2 separate regions of the Mus musculus genome follow, and region 1 is linked to region 2. Evidence: chromatin contacts called from public Hi-C data. All regions are on one chromosome and are shown on one strand. The core of a region is the stretch at or near the end of the contact, and the rest is flanking DNA. Distances in the headings are between cores, read along the strand shown.

Region 1 (7,036 bases), core at 1,290-3,789, 140 kb after region 2:
CTACCAACTGGAATTCCGTGAAACAGGGGCCACAAATGTCAGGATATACATTCAGGTTTGTGTACCCTGGGCTGAATAGCTGAAAATCTCTCTCTCTCTCTCTCTCTCTCTCTCTCTCTCTCTCTCTCTCTCTCTCTCTACCTAAAACAAGGGAGTAAATTTAAATAAAAGATGTACACAGTTTTTGAGAGAGCAGATAAAGAGAATATAAAAGTTAGATAAAGCCCAGAGAAGAACAAGCCACTTAGGTTGCTGTGCCTCAGGCTACACATCATCAAATAAAGCAATAATGGTGTCTCTGTAAGATGCTTGAGGGGGCCGTGAAATGCACGTCTACTCACTACCACAAGTAGGAAAACTAGGGAGGAAGGGGAGTCAGGACACTCAGGTGTGGTTTAGCATGACTTTCTGAACCAGCCGCCCCCGCCCTGCCCCCCCCCCACACACACACATAGAAACCTCTCAAAGCTTGAAGCAATGCTATGACATGGGAACACATGCCAAGGGCAGCAACCGGACAGATGGGAGGCACTATGGTGGTCAGCATCTATGGAATACTTCTTTTCGAGATTCTGAGACACAGTGGATTCTGCTGCTCTTTCTTCTGAGTCTATCTAGTTCATCTCTGCAGATTTTCTCATCCTTCCCAAGGCCAAGGTCAGGAGAACTGGGGAGAAGTCAGCCTTGATGAGCACAGGAAGAGTCTCGAACCTTAGGAAAAGTGTGGTAGTGGTGTCAAGCAAAGGCAAGACTGAACCCTATGCTTCTGATGGGGAAGCGAAGTCTGGCCCTGGGAAGGCAATTTCTCCAGGTCAAACGTCATAAGGAAGGGCACAGGAGGTTAAAGCAGAAATCCTGAAAAAGTACAAGAGTTTGCAGGAAAAGCAACAAGGACCGGCTTTTATAGCTTCACCTTTAAGCCTTCTTCTTTGGGTAGTATGGCAGTCACTTTTCTCATTGCTGGGACAAGACTGCAACCTAAGAAAGGGTTCATTTTGACTTGTGGTTTAGGAAGGGATGCAGTCTGTTATACAGAGGAAGGCATGGGAGCAGGGCTGTGAGGCAGCTCTCTCTCTCTCTCTCTCTCTCTCTCTCTCTCTCTCTGTGTGTGTGTGTGTGTGTGTGTGTGTGTGTGTGTGTGTGTGTGTGTGTGTGTGTGTATTCTATATCTGTAGACAGATTCTATATCTGTAGTCAGGAGACAGAGAGCAGACAGGAAGTAGGACTGGACAATGAACCCTCCAGGCCCTCCTGGTGACCCACTCCCTCAAGCAGGGCTCCATCTACTTCCTAAGGCTCCACACTGTCTACCATCAAAGAAGTTTATATCCAAAACACAGCAGGTAGCAATGTTCACACCAGCTGAGGAGTCCCTGCTGCCAGACTCTTAGTTAACCTGGCTTGAATGAGATGAATCCTACCCCCATCTAGCCATAGGAGAAACACATAGTCTCCAGCTCAGCCAATGAGAGGGCTTCACTCCTGTGTCCGGGTGACTGATTGAGGGCAAGATGTATGCTTCGAGGTGACCCAAGAAGCCTCACAAATAAGCTTTCTCTGAAAGGCTACAGAAGAGAAACTCTTTCTACTGGCCTTGCTGGGCTGCTGGGGTCAAGGGCTATTCATGCGAGTGGGACTGAATTACCCTGAGAAGGAGGCACCACAAACAAATGTCACTCTGGGAGATAAAAGGAGACAAATTCTCAGCCTCATATGGAGTCCTTGCTCCAGCTGCACCTTCAGGTGACACATCCTGGATGTTGGTTGCCTTCACTCTTCAGTGTAGAGGCCAATGATTGATTTTGTAAATATGTGTGTCTCCTCGGCACTTGACCTAGGGGAGAAATATTCTCATTGATTTCATACTTAAACCAGATTGACTTAAACACCTGTCACTCACGTGTTTAAGAATCCAGCCCCATGTTTCAGATAAATAGTGGATATCAGCCACTGCTGACAAGACTGTGGCTGTGGCCATGAGGGAGGGTGACCAAAGGACCCTTACCTACCAGAATGAGGTAACGATGAAAACCAGAGAGGAGTTGAAGAGTACCAGGCTTGGTCAATGAAAATGCAGTTATTGTATCTGGAGAGACAGTTTCCTGCCAATGGGAGAGAACCTGAGCAAAGCTGCCTCCTGCTGGAGGGCCATAAGAACCGTGGGGGCAGTCAGCAGGGAGTGGGGCTGGATGGGTGACTTCAGCTCTTTCCTGGCCTGGTACTGCGTATTTGAATCTCCTGCTGGGCCAAGTAGTGACTTTGCAGGCCCTGCGGAATTCTCATCATTTCCCAGGGACCTTTCAGCTTGGGTTTGGCTCCTATGCCAAGGCTGTGACAGCTTTATTAGCACCTATAATTCAATGTGAGCATCAATGTGTTGGGAAACACTTTGGGGCTATCTGTTAAAGTCAGTTTAATTCCCTCTCAAATGCCTCTTTGTTTGCCAAAGTGCCAGGCAGAAGCCTTCCAGGTAGGCGGGGAGATGAGCCCCAGACAGGGATCAGCGGGACGTGTCTGCTGAGAGCACAAGTCACTTTGCTGGGGGCTGATGTCATTTCCAGTTAGTGGGCTCCTGGCAGAAAGGTCTGCAGAGGCTCAGATGACATCACTGGAGAGCAGCCTGTCATTGGCGGAGATAACAAATGGAGCTCAGCCCCAAGTTCCTGCTGCCCCAGGAAGTCTCAATTCATTCCTTGGCTTCGCTCCCTAAGAGGGGTCTGGAAAGGAGACTCTTTGGACCCTAGCAGACTGTCTTGCTGGCTACTTCATGGAAACAAAACAGAGGGGTATCTAAACTTTCCTCAAAGTTCCCAGTGACTGTTGTTATCACGTGCTGCCATGACACAGCAGCACACACAGCCGATCATCTACCCAGTGTACATGTTCCCTTCTGCTGTTCTAGAATCTGCCACAGCCACTAAGGCATGTCATTCTTCAAAAGATTGGATCTCCCCTTGGCAGATCCTCACTAACTCATCCATCCATCCATCCATCCATTCATTCATTCAACAAGTTCTATAGAATGCATATTTTTGTGATCATTGTTTCAGACACTAAGGATACTTCTTGACTGCCCCATCTGGGGATCTATCCCGTATACAGTCACCAAACCCAGACACTATTGTGGATGCCAAGAAGTGCTTGCTGACAGGAGCCTGATATAGCTGTCTCCTGAGAGGCTCTGCTAGTGCCTGAAAAATACAGAGACGGATGCTTGCAGCCAACCATTGGACTGAGCACAGGGTCCCCAATGGAGGAGTTAGAGAAAAGACTGAGGGAGCTGAAGGGGTTTGCAACCCCATAGGAAGAGCAATAATATCAACCAACCAGATACCCCAGGGACTAAACTACCAACCAAAGAGTACACTACTCATGGAGCAAACCATGACTCCAGCTGCATATGTAGCAGAGGATGGCCTTGTCGGACATCAATGGGAGGAGAGGTCCTTGGTCCTGTGAAGAAGGCTCAATGCCCCAGTGTAGGGGAGTGCCAGGTGGGGGGAGGTGGGAGTGGGTGGGGAGGTAGTGGAGCATCCTCATAGAAGAAGGGGGAGGGGTGGGGGAGGAGGTTTCCAGAGGGAAAACTGGGAAAGGAAATAACATTTGAAATGTAAATAATGTAAATAAAGGAAATATCCAATAAAAGAAGTGAAAAAAAAAAAAGAAAGGAAAAAGAAAACTCAAGCCTTTGCCTCTGTGAGTCTTAATTCTAGTTGAGATGACAGAGAACTAAATATATTATAGAATAAAGATGTGATGTCAGGGCAAAGCAGTCTAAATACGTATTGAGAAACAGGCTGTCTGTTTTAGATAAGACAGCAATTGGGGAGATGGTGTGTGAGTCTTGGGAAGAGTCTTCATTTCCAATGAGGAATCTGGGTTGGATGAGTGAGCAGATGAATGAATGAATCCAAAGGCTCTGATGCTCACTCAAGTCTTTTAGGTATATTAGAATCATCAGGATCGACAGTCATGGCTTCTAAGCCTGGTTCTCTTTGCTGCTCATTGTAATTCGGAGTGAGGACATGTGCTTTCAGAGCCTCAGTTTCCCTACTTGCACACTGAGGAAATTGGGCTCAACTGTCACGGAGGGCCCAGCTTCCTCTGCCACTCTAGGAAGTTGTGAAATCACAGGCTTTGGGACCTGATATGCTGAGAATGTCTTCCTGCCTGTCTGCTGTGCAGCTACTCCTGGCCAGTAGTGTCCCCATTTCTGAAAGGATGGTGGCTTATGGTCTGTACAGCATGAGTTTCTAGGAAGTCACAGTGTATTCTCCTGATGTCCCCTGCTGCTGGAAATAGTAAAACCAAGAACATACCCTGGGTATAAACACACACACAAGCACACACACACACACAGGCACACACCTGTAAACGCATGCACAGCCACATCAACACATAAGCACATATATGTACACACATGGAAGAGAATCTAGACATTTCCTTTCAAAACAACTGTACCCTGCAGCTCTTTCTAGACCCAAGCCTGGCCAGGGTAGGCACACCAGAGACTTCCTGAGGTTGATATGACTTGGGGGAAGGGTTTTGGCATCTTTCAACACTTCTGCAATAGCTAGAAACCACCCCCAAAAACTCCAGTTCAGACGTTCCAGGTCACTGCTGTGAGTCCACTGAGGGCCTGAGGATGAATCTCAGCCTGTGGAATATGAAGCTGTTCGTGGCTAGACACGCAAGGATTGTTCAACTGTCTTCTGGCTCAGAATTCTGTATCTAAGAAATTAAAATAGCAAGTGAGCAAAAACAGTAGCACACAAGGCATCTACCAAGCTCCCAGTTCAGGGTAATCAAAGTCAAAGATATCCTAGTCTAGTCCACGCATTACAATTTTCTAAACAAAAAAGAAATTGCTAGTAATTTTCCAAACCCTGTCTTTTCACAAAGCAAAACAAACAAATAAACAAACAAAACCACAATGGAAAAGCTTCTTCTGTTGCAGTTAAGCTCACTCAGTCTAACTGAAATGTCTGGTTTCAAATTATATCTGTTCCTTGTTATTAGCACTATTGACTGAATTGTAACTTAAATGGTGATTTACGTTTTGAGACTTGGTCATTTGTAACTTACAGGAAGGGATGAATACAAGGGATCTTCTATATCTGAAAGTTTGGGAGTCAGAAGGCTAACAAACTTCCTGGCCAGGGCATTGCTGGACACTCTATCACTTCCTTTGATGTCCAGAGCCCAAGGACCTCTGAGCTGTGTAGGAGTGGCACCAAAAACACAGACTCCAGAGAAAGGGGGAAGAGACACTCTGCTGACAGTGACTAATTTTATTTCCAGTCAACTGGCTTTGGGCAGATATGCTACAGATGTTCAGATGACCTCATTAGGGACCAGGATGTCAACAAGACAGATAGGAAGAGCCCTGCTCAAGATCCCTATGGGACCTATAGCTTTGGGGTCCTTTATTTCTTGAGCTTTTCAAAAGGAGAGGATTTCAGCTGATTTTATGTGGCATCATAAAGAATTCTAGAACAGACTAAGTTTATCTTGTTTGAGATAGGCCAGTTAACATAAGAGCTCAAGTCTCCCATCCCTTCCATCTTCCTTTATGAGTTATCTTCATTGTTTGCTGTGTCATACAAGGTCCTTCAGGGCAGATGAGAGAATAGGCAGATAGTTCAGGATGTTCAATCATCAACTGTAAAGGAAAGAGAAAGCCTGTAGTACCTCCGTCACTGTCTAAATGACCCTAATAACCAGGATAGGTTAGGAGTTCCGCTACTGTGATGGCCAGAGCAGAAGTGAGTGCTCAGGCGTGAGTAGATGCATCTGCTTCCATATAGTCTAAGGCTAGACATGAGTAGATGCATCTGCTTCCATATAGTCTAAGGCTAGACATGAGTAGATGCATCTGCTTCCATATAGTCTTAGGCCGAACATGGCAGAGGAGTCTGATTCTGTTTCCTGGCACATCTTCTCTAAGCCTAGGGTCGCTCTTGTAGAGGAAACTCAATAGATCTGTGTGGAGCAGAACCTATTTGCACAGCACAAGCCAGGAAAGTAAGAACCAAGCCTAGAGAACATTGATGATGAGATAGTCATGGGCACACTAGACAAAGGATAATCAAAGTCTCATCACCCCCAGCAAGAGCATCAGACTTAAGAAAACCCCAGGGGTATCATAGCCAATAAACTCCTGTAGAACCAGGAATTATAATACCAAAAAAATATTGCCTAGCACCTTAAAATTTGATTAAGATCTTGATTTTACTTCAGAAAAATTCAACAATTAAGGAGGGTCTCCCAAGTACTGGTACTGCTTAAGGGTAACTGTGGCAATAGAAATTGTGTTTAACTTGCCCTCAGCAAACCAGTATGAAATGAGTGAGATAGTAAATCATCAAAAGAATGCAACCAATCAACTGATACAGGGAACTTGCTTATGTCAGGCACTGGACAACTGGTACCTAACACATGTTAACTCAACTCATCCTTATAGGAACTGTTTGATATGGGTACAGGTATGAGCCTTGGGTAATTTATCCAGAGTAAACAAACAATAGACTCTGAGTTCAAAGTCCTGTCCTGTCATATGGCCCCTGGCTCTATACTCTTTACCATCATAACTGTTCCCATAGTCAACAGCAGTGAGAGCCTAGAAAGTTCTGGTGGAGGTAGGGGGGGTAAAGGAAGGCTCTAAGCATTTAGCCCAGTCAGATCATAGCACTAGATCTGCCAGTCTTAAAGCATGGTGTCCTTCTCAGTGGTGGCATTGTGAAGAATCGAGGCAGTGGCAGACTCACAGGTCTCTCAGGGCCCAGACCTAACTTCCCATTGATGCTGTTCTGTTGTCTTTGCAGAAATAGCTTTTAGACACTCATATTACCTTGAAAGAACGTAGAAAGCAACAGCCTTGCTGAGGGAATGTTTGTCAAACTGATGAGTTTAAGCAGGATGCTCTTGGTCTAAAGACCCAGTAAGGAAACGTGGAAGGTTACTTGATTTTCTTTATGTTTGCAATCAAAGCATTTTAACACACTCATAGACAAATGTGCAAATTGGGAGGGGCTTA
Region 2 (7,092 bases), core at 4,298-6,797:
TGTCCTGAGGCTTGGCTGAATCAAAAATTTAACTATCATCAAGCTATTCCTAAAGGAACACGAACCCAAAAAGTGTCATGAGTTCCATCTGATTCTCTCTCTGGTTCCAAAGTCATGCTATGACCTTCATGGGCTGTAAGTACAACTGCCTTCAAGGGCTCTGTCTTCCATTTAGATAAGACTGTAGATGGATAGACACACACACACACACACACACACACACACACACACAAACTATAATGATGTAATGCAAAGAGGAGTGTATTAAAATATCTTAAATTACAACATTTTCTTCAACCTAAAATGATTTTCCCCTGATTTTTAAAAGACTGTAGACATTGTGTGTGTGTGTGTGTGTGTGTGTGTGTGTGTGTGTGTGTGTGTGTGTGTATTTTGTGGATCCTGACACTTAGATGACAGTGTCTATGGGAAGCCCAAGCAGTAAGAGCTACTGGCTATTTCTTCATCTGGCAGATGGGTGCTGAGAGACACAAACATCTCAGAAATGTCTCAGCTCTTTGGGCCTGGGTAGGAAGGAACAGCAGCCTATCCAGCCCTCTTCCTTCCTTTTTTTTTTCTGCCTAGAGACAGGTTGAGAAGCATTGGTGGAAGCAGTCGTCACCTTGCTAATACCCATGGGAAAGGCACTTCAAGGTCCTTGCTGGAGGTGCGATGCTGACCACTGCCCTTTGCCCTCACAATCAAGGTATGACGTCCTTGCCATCATTACACTGGCCCCATGTGCACCATGATCCTTGTTCACTAACACATGACATATCATCTGGGGAAAGATTTTTCCAAAAGGAAAGCAAAAACGGAGCCCATCATGGAGTTACAAAATAAAAGTAAACATAGGGAATGATGGGACCCTGGGGTACAGCAAAGTCAAGGCTCAGCCTTGCTTTCATTTGTTTACTTGTTTTTGTTTTGTTTCTTAGACTACTAACTCAGCTTCCCCCACTCTTTGCTTTTCTCCCAGTAGTTTGAAGGTGGGAAGAAGCATACAGAAGATGGACAGGAATATGTGCTTCTGGAGGAGGCTGGGTGAGTCTACTTGTGTCCTTTCCCTTTAAAGTAAAAAACAAGCACTACTGAACAGGGGTTCTCATTATGCTCATAATAATGCTCAAAGGTACATGTGAGAGCTGCTGATTTCACTGCATGGGATGTCAATATGAGAAATCTGGGAGAAATGGAGATTAGCCAACCCCTTCTTCTTCAGGATCTGCGTACAGAATTCCTGAATCCCTTCAATGAATGTGCACATACTCAGAGCACGCAGTCCAGTGATACAAGCAGGTAATCTGAGAGGCACAAGCTACTCTTTCTGGAAACACAAAGAGAGACACTGGAGAAGAAAAGGCAGCAATGGCCTCCCACAACTTTACACATTACATGCTACAGCTACAATTTTCCAGGGAAGAGATGCATACTGGCTCCATAAAGGCACAATTGTTGTAGGGGTAACCAATTGATTCCTGAATGGATCTGATGTAGGCTCAGTAGAAGGGAGTTTATAGATGCATTTTTTTATTGTTACTATTGTTGGTGATGGTTTAGTATGTTCATTTTTAATATCACCAGCATTTAGACTATGCCCAACACCTACCAGATGCTTTAAATTAATATATCTTATATGATAAGCAGATGAACGAATGCCCATTTAAGACCTAAATGTCAAGCCATCTTTGTCCATTACAACCCAACCCATCCACCAAGCTATTTCAAATTCTATTTCCTGCACACATTTCTTCATCTCCTTGCCTCTGACTTAATGGGCTTTTCAGCTTCTCCAAGTCCTCCTATCATTCAGTTGAACTCTGTTGTGGACTGTTTCAATCTCCCTGGGCCAGGAACACTTCATATTGCCCTCAGCATCAGTCAGCTCATCCCGTGAACCCCAGAGACCAATGCACTCTCTTTTGATGATGCCCATCTATGCCTTTCCTTCTCTCCAGGAATCCCCAAACTGATACTAATACATTATCATGGGCCTTTCATAAACCAGAGAGTACATTTCCTAAGCTCCCAGGTTTGCCTTTTTTCTTGTTCTACAATTTTCTCTCTAGACATACAACTGCTTCCATTCTTCATAAACTCACTAACTATACAAAAATAGAAAGAGAACCAGGGGCCAGCACAGACACTCCCAGGGAGCAGGCTGCCTCTTGCACCCTTTCTGTGCAAACACCTTAAGCCCAAACTGTCCCCATGGAGAGCAAGCTAACACTCCCCAGGAAACCCCACACGTTCAGGCATTCACACTTCAGGGAAAAAAAAAATAAAGACTCTGAACAGGAGGGGGAAAATGGAATCATGGGCCACAGCCATCACACACAGTGAGAAGCACTAATTATTCTGTGTAGCCTGAGTTTTTCTTAGTAGGCAAACTCTTTTGAATATTAACAAATATTTATTTAGGAATTAATAATTGACATCTATTAAAGCATAATTTATGGAGAGTGAATTCCTCTTGGTTTGGGTTCCCACTGCTCTGCTACAACTGGCTTACCCATAGCTACTGTTTCTTTTGTTGAAAGCAAGATGCACAGTGTTGGGGGTGGATAAGCAAGGGGGCAAGGTGCCCTATGTTGACCATACAGACAAAGCCTGGGTGAGAGGGCAGTGGGTTAGAACATAGCTGGAAACTAACAGTGCTTCCAACCCTCCTACTCCTGTCTGTTTGGCTTGGGGGCCCACCCCTACCCCATGCACCTCTGAGCAACTCTCTATCTCTGCAAAGCTTATTATATGAGGATGATGCAGTTTTCTTATCCACCTTGATTGGGTTGGAAAGGCTTGTTTACCAGGAAAGAAACTCTTCTGCAATGCTCTAGGCTGCTGGAACTCTCTCTCTCTCTCTCTCTCTCTCTCTCTCTCTCTCTCTCCCTCTCTCTCTCTGTGTGTGTGTGTGTGTGTGTGTGTGTGTGTGTGTGTGTTTATGTGTGTGTGTGTGTGTGTGTGTGTGTGTGTGTGTGTCTGTGTGTGTGTGTAAAGAGAAGAGACCAGATCACCTCCTGGGTGTCCTGATCAGAGGTGTGGCTGGGCCAATGGGACTGCTGAGTGACAGGGCAGGCCAGTCCTCACACTCTCCACTTCCCATCTCTGCTCAGTCTCTGTACATTTTTCTTTCCTTTATTTTTCTTGTTTCTTTCACTTTTATGGTCCCCATGGCAAAGCACAGCCTCTTCACAGCTCCTGGGCTTCTCTGACACACCAGAGAAGACAGTGCATGTCTCTTTGTCTATGCTTGCCCCCTCACCCCTGTTTTTTGCTTCATGGAGAGATTCGTCTGCAGAACAAGTCATGGGCAGCAGTGCAGATAGTTGATAAAATACCTGCAGCTCTTCACACATGTTTATTAACTCAGTATGTACTGTGTGCCAGGCAAGTTCTGGGGGCAGAAAGGTGTGCAGACCAGACAAGACCTTATATCCGTAGCATCAGGCCCTTCTGAGGCAAGAAAGCAGCATCACCAGAGAGCCGACAGGAATCCACTCATTGGAGTCTGACTCTGTGTATGATGACATCCAGTCAGCCTTCAGATCCTGCACAACTACAGGTTGTTGCTATGATTGTAGACACTTTCCAGAAAAAAAAAAAAAAAAATATATATATATATATATATATATATATATATATATTTAACGTTTAAAAAGGAGTAAAGTGGAGGAGATACAGAAGTAGGAAATGCAAAGGTAGGTCCACAGAAATCAAAATAGGACAGAGATTGATGTTGGACCAATACAATAATTTAGTGCTTGAGTCCTGGAAAATTAAAATGACAATGGCGAGCTCCAGCTTGATGTCTTTGGGGAATATCCAAGTCAAAGCTAGAAAGCCTCCTGTCTGAGCTGATGTTAGGCCAGCCATGGTCTGGGCAAAAGACAGAAAGGCAAATTGGCTGAAAAGGTGCTCTGCCATGCTATAATTCTAGGAACCAATGTTCAGAGCCTGATCCGAGGACACAATGCGATACTCCTGGTCTTTAAGCAGAGCAGTAGCTCATCATCTTCCCTATCCTCTCCAGATGAGAGTGTACACCTCATTTTAACGTTAACTAAAAAGCAGCATGCCATCTCCTCTGGAATGCAAAACTGTGAATTTGAGTGAAATATGCAGTTTTCATTATGTTAAAAGATCTACTCATTACAATCAGGATAAGAGGATGTGAAAAGACAAATTGATCCCCACTTTAAATGTATTAATCAGCTCGCAACTCTTGTCACCAGTCAAAACAGAACCAGCAGACATTTATTCTGTCTCAGTTGTGTTTTAGAGCCCATCCCAGGAGGTCACAGAATCAGTGAGTCACCCTGTACTGTGTGTGGGAAAACAGCCACGGCACATGGCCGAGGCCTCGCCTGCTTACAAGCAGGCTATGCATGTGTGTGTGTGTGTGTGTGTGTGTGTGTGTGTGTGTACACTCATTGCAAAACTCTGTGCATCCTTACTTATCCCATACTTTGTTCCAGATATTGGTCAAAAGTAGTCCTTGTTCTCTGCCAAGTTTAATCTGGGGTAAATGAGTGGGTAAACCCTGACACTAACGTGTAACTGGGGGTACATTAATGATCTGTGTGCAATGCTGTAGCACGAAGCCTCAGATTGAATGTTGTAGTTTATAGGCAAGTGGGCAGGCTGGAAGGATGGTTTGTATAAGTGCTGACCACGTTTTAGATCTAGGAAGACACAGAGGTTAGTGAGAAGAGAGTCGGCCACCTTCAGTCCAGTCTGTAAACACGGAACAAGTATTACTGTTCAGGAAGAATGTGTCTTCTAGCAGTGTAGAACTCCAGGTTAGTATCCACATTAGCCAAGACACACTCAGCCCGATGAAGATAGTGAAGCTCCTATGAAGGGCCTTCCCTCTTGCTGTCTGTACTACGATATGACTCAGGGCTCTGTAGGCCCACAACAGTCAGAACTTCATGAGTATAGACAAGTAAGGGAATGGAAGACTTATTCTCACAGTAGGCAGAAGGCAGGACCCCTCAGAAGTGAGCTTTCAGGGGTAAAATAGGCTGAAAAGAGGCTGGTACCTGGACTGGGTTAAGCCGAAGCAGGATTTCCATAACTGAGAATCCAATAGATGGTCTTCCTTCTCTAAGGGTATATAGTGATTTAAGGACTCAGACAGAGTGGGGATGGAGGTGTTTGTCAAGCTTGGGATACAAGGTGTTCAGCTTGTTCAGAATCAGACCGTCAAGAATGAGACTCATTGCTCAAGACCAGCATCTTCAGTCCTCCTTATCTAAGAACAGAGAGGCAAGGCAAGGCTGACCTGTGTGAGCTACTCTCTGTCTTTGTCTCTCTGCCTCTGTCTCTGTCTCTCTCTCCATCATGGTAATTCTCAGAAAGACATCTGGAGTGGTTAATCTTCACTGTCTAGAGAACTGGACTGAGAATCTTCATAGGAATGGCTCCTCTGCATATGTCTATGTAGGTGTGTCCGGAAATAGTTACGTGAGCAAAGAGGCCCATCCTGAATACAGCTGTCACCGTTCACCCATCAAGACAGCTGAGCACTAGTATTTATCTTTCCATGCTTCCTGACTCTGGACAAATGGCCAGCTGTCTCAGGCGCCTGCTGCCATGTCTTCCCCACCATAGTAGACTGTCCCCTCCAGCTGTGAGTCCAAACAAATCTCCCTTCCTTCCTTCAGTTGCTCTTGCCAGACGTCTTGTCACAGCAGTAAGAAAAAGTGTCTAACATGATGCTCACCAGTGCTGGGCACAGATTTATGCCAAGCCTGGCTACTAACTGAACTCAAGTGCTAAAGAGTCATCAGGTATCGTTGGGAAGGCAGTTGGAACCATCTAGAAACAAGATTTCTTTTGATAGCTTTGCTCCAACCCTCATGGAAGACATAGAACAGCTATCTGAAGTTAAAAAAAAAAAAAAGACCAAGCTGCCTCTGGTGTGACGTGCTTTTCCTCTGGGCAGCCTTAGGGTCAGACAATCATTGCATTAAGTTGAACCATACAAGTGACAGGATTTTTTTTTAACTCCAATTATCTTCTGTTGACAATTCCATTATGGAGAGAGAGAGGAGTGTAAGCTCCATCTAGGATTCTCCGGAGCAGAGCATTTATCTGGTTTTATGAGCCCATGAGAGACCATAATGTATATTTTATGAGCCCATTCTCATTTTTAATCTGCTGTGATAAGATCACTATGCTAGGACAGAGAAACTCACTGACAAAACCAACCCAGAAGAGAGGCAAGCATACTGCCTGCGAGAGTCCTGGCTCTTCCAGGGTTAGCCCTCGGTGGAAGTCCTTGGACATGAGCACCTTAAGATGGTTTCTCAAGCAGGGCACAACTTTGCTTATCCTTTCAGTCACCACTTGACAGGGCCTCTGAATGATAAGTATTGATAGGGGACACTGACTTCAGACAGTGACACAGACTAGGCATCTTAACCACTGTCAGGCCATAACAGCAACTGCACTTCCCAGTGAGAGGCTGGGATATATGCACACTAGGAGAATATAGATTTCATAGTCATAGAAACAGTGTGAGGCACAGATATCAAGTGTAAGATTTGAAAGTCAAAGGTTGACTTAGTTGGACTAGGTTCTCTGCTCCATCCATCATCCCTGACATTGGCTGTCTCCACTGGGACTTTCAGTCCTTTCTCAGTTCAGTCTACCCATCAGGAGACAGCAGAGTATGACTAAGAAGATAGAGGCAAGCAATCCTCTTTGAATACCCACATGTTTCCACTCCACTTCCTGGCCTCCTTTGCAGCTAGGCCAAGCATGTGCCAGATCAATGGTCTGAGAGTGGGGGCAACCTGTGTTGCTTCTAGTTCAAGTATCAGAATTAGAAGGTGGGAATAACCTAGTATCTAAAAAACTATTGCAAAAGATCCTCTATGTCTCTGACACAGGGAAGACTTTATGAAATCACCAGGGCTTAAAGACAGCTTGTTCTCATTGATTAGTGTGTTCCCTTGGAAGTCATGGGAAGCGGGTCTGTTTCTAGATCCCACTCCATATATTCCAACCCCATCTCCCTCCTACCCCATTCTCTCATTGTATACCCAGAGGATCAGCTGGCAGGGCTGCTTCAGGTTGATTTCTTGG

Evidence for each region. A called contact is a pair of places that touch in the nucleus more often than the background predicts.
Region 1: a contact with region 2 is called in a Hi-C map of the N1E-115 cell line, with 3 times the contacts expected there. The contact joins two enhancer-like sites. A contact is called at or near these places in 24 of 484 Hi-C or Micro-C datasets (the AML12 cell line, the HL-1 cell line, the MC3T3-E1 cell line and 19 more) and 1 of 115 datasets of contacts at active chromatin or transcription factors (stem cell-derived neural progenitor cells).

What each region holds. Positions count from the first base shown.
Region 1 is chr7:115,371,737-115,378,772 of GRCm38.p6, forward strand. No RefSeq gene overlaps it. Among named protein-coding and RNA genes, the nearest start is that of Gm45999, 23 kb to the right of the region's middle. Within about 2 kb of position 2,540, at least 15 of the 459 cell types and tissues checked have an H3K27ac peak or open chromatin away from gene starts, as enhancers often do. A contact at or near this core is called in the N1E-115 cell line, where this site is marked.
Region 2 is chr7:115,225,119-115,232,210 of GRCm38.p6, forward strand. No RefSeq gene overlaps it. Among named protein-coding and RNA genes, the nearest start is that of Gm34282, 96 kb to the left of the region's middle. Within about 2 kb of position 5,548, at least 6 of the 459 cell types and tissues checked have an H3K27ac peak or open chromatin away from gene starts, as enhancers often do. A contact at or near this core is called in the N1E-115 cell line, where this site is marked.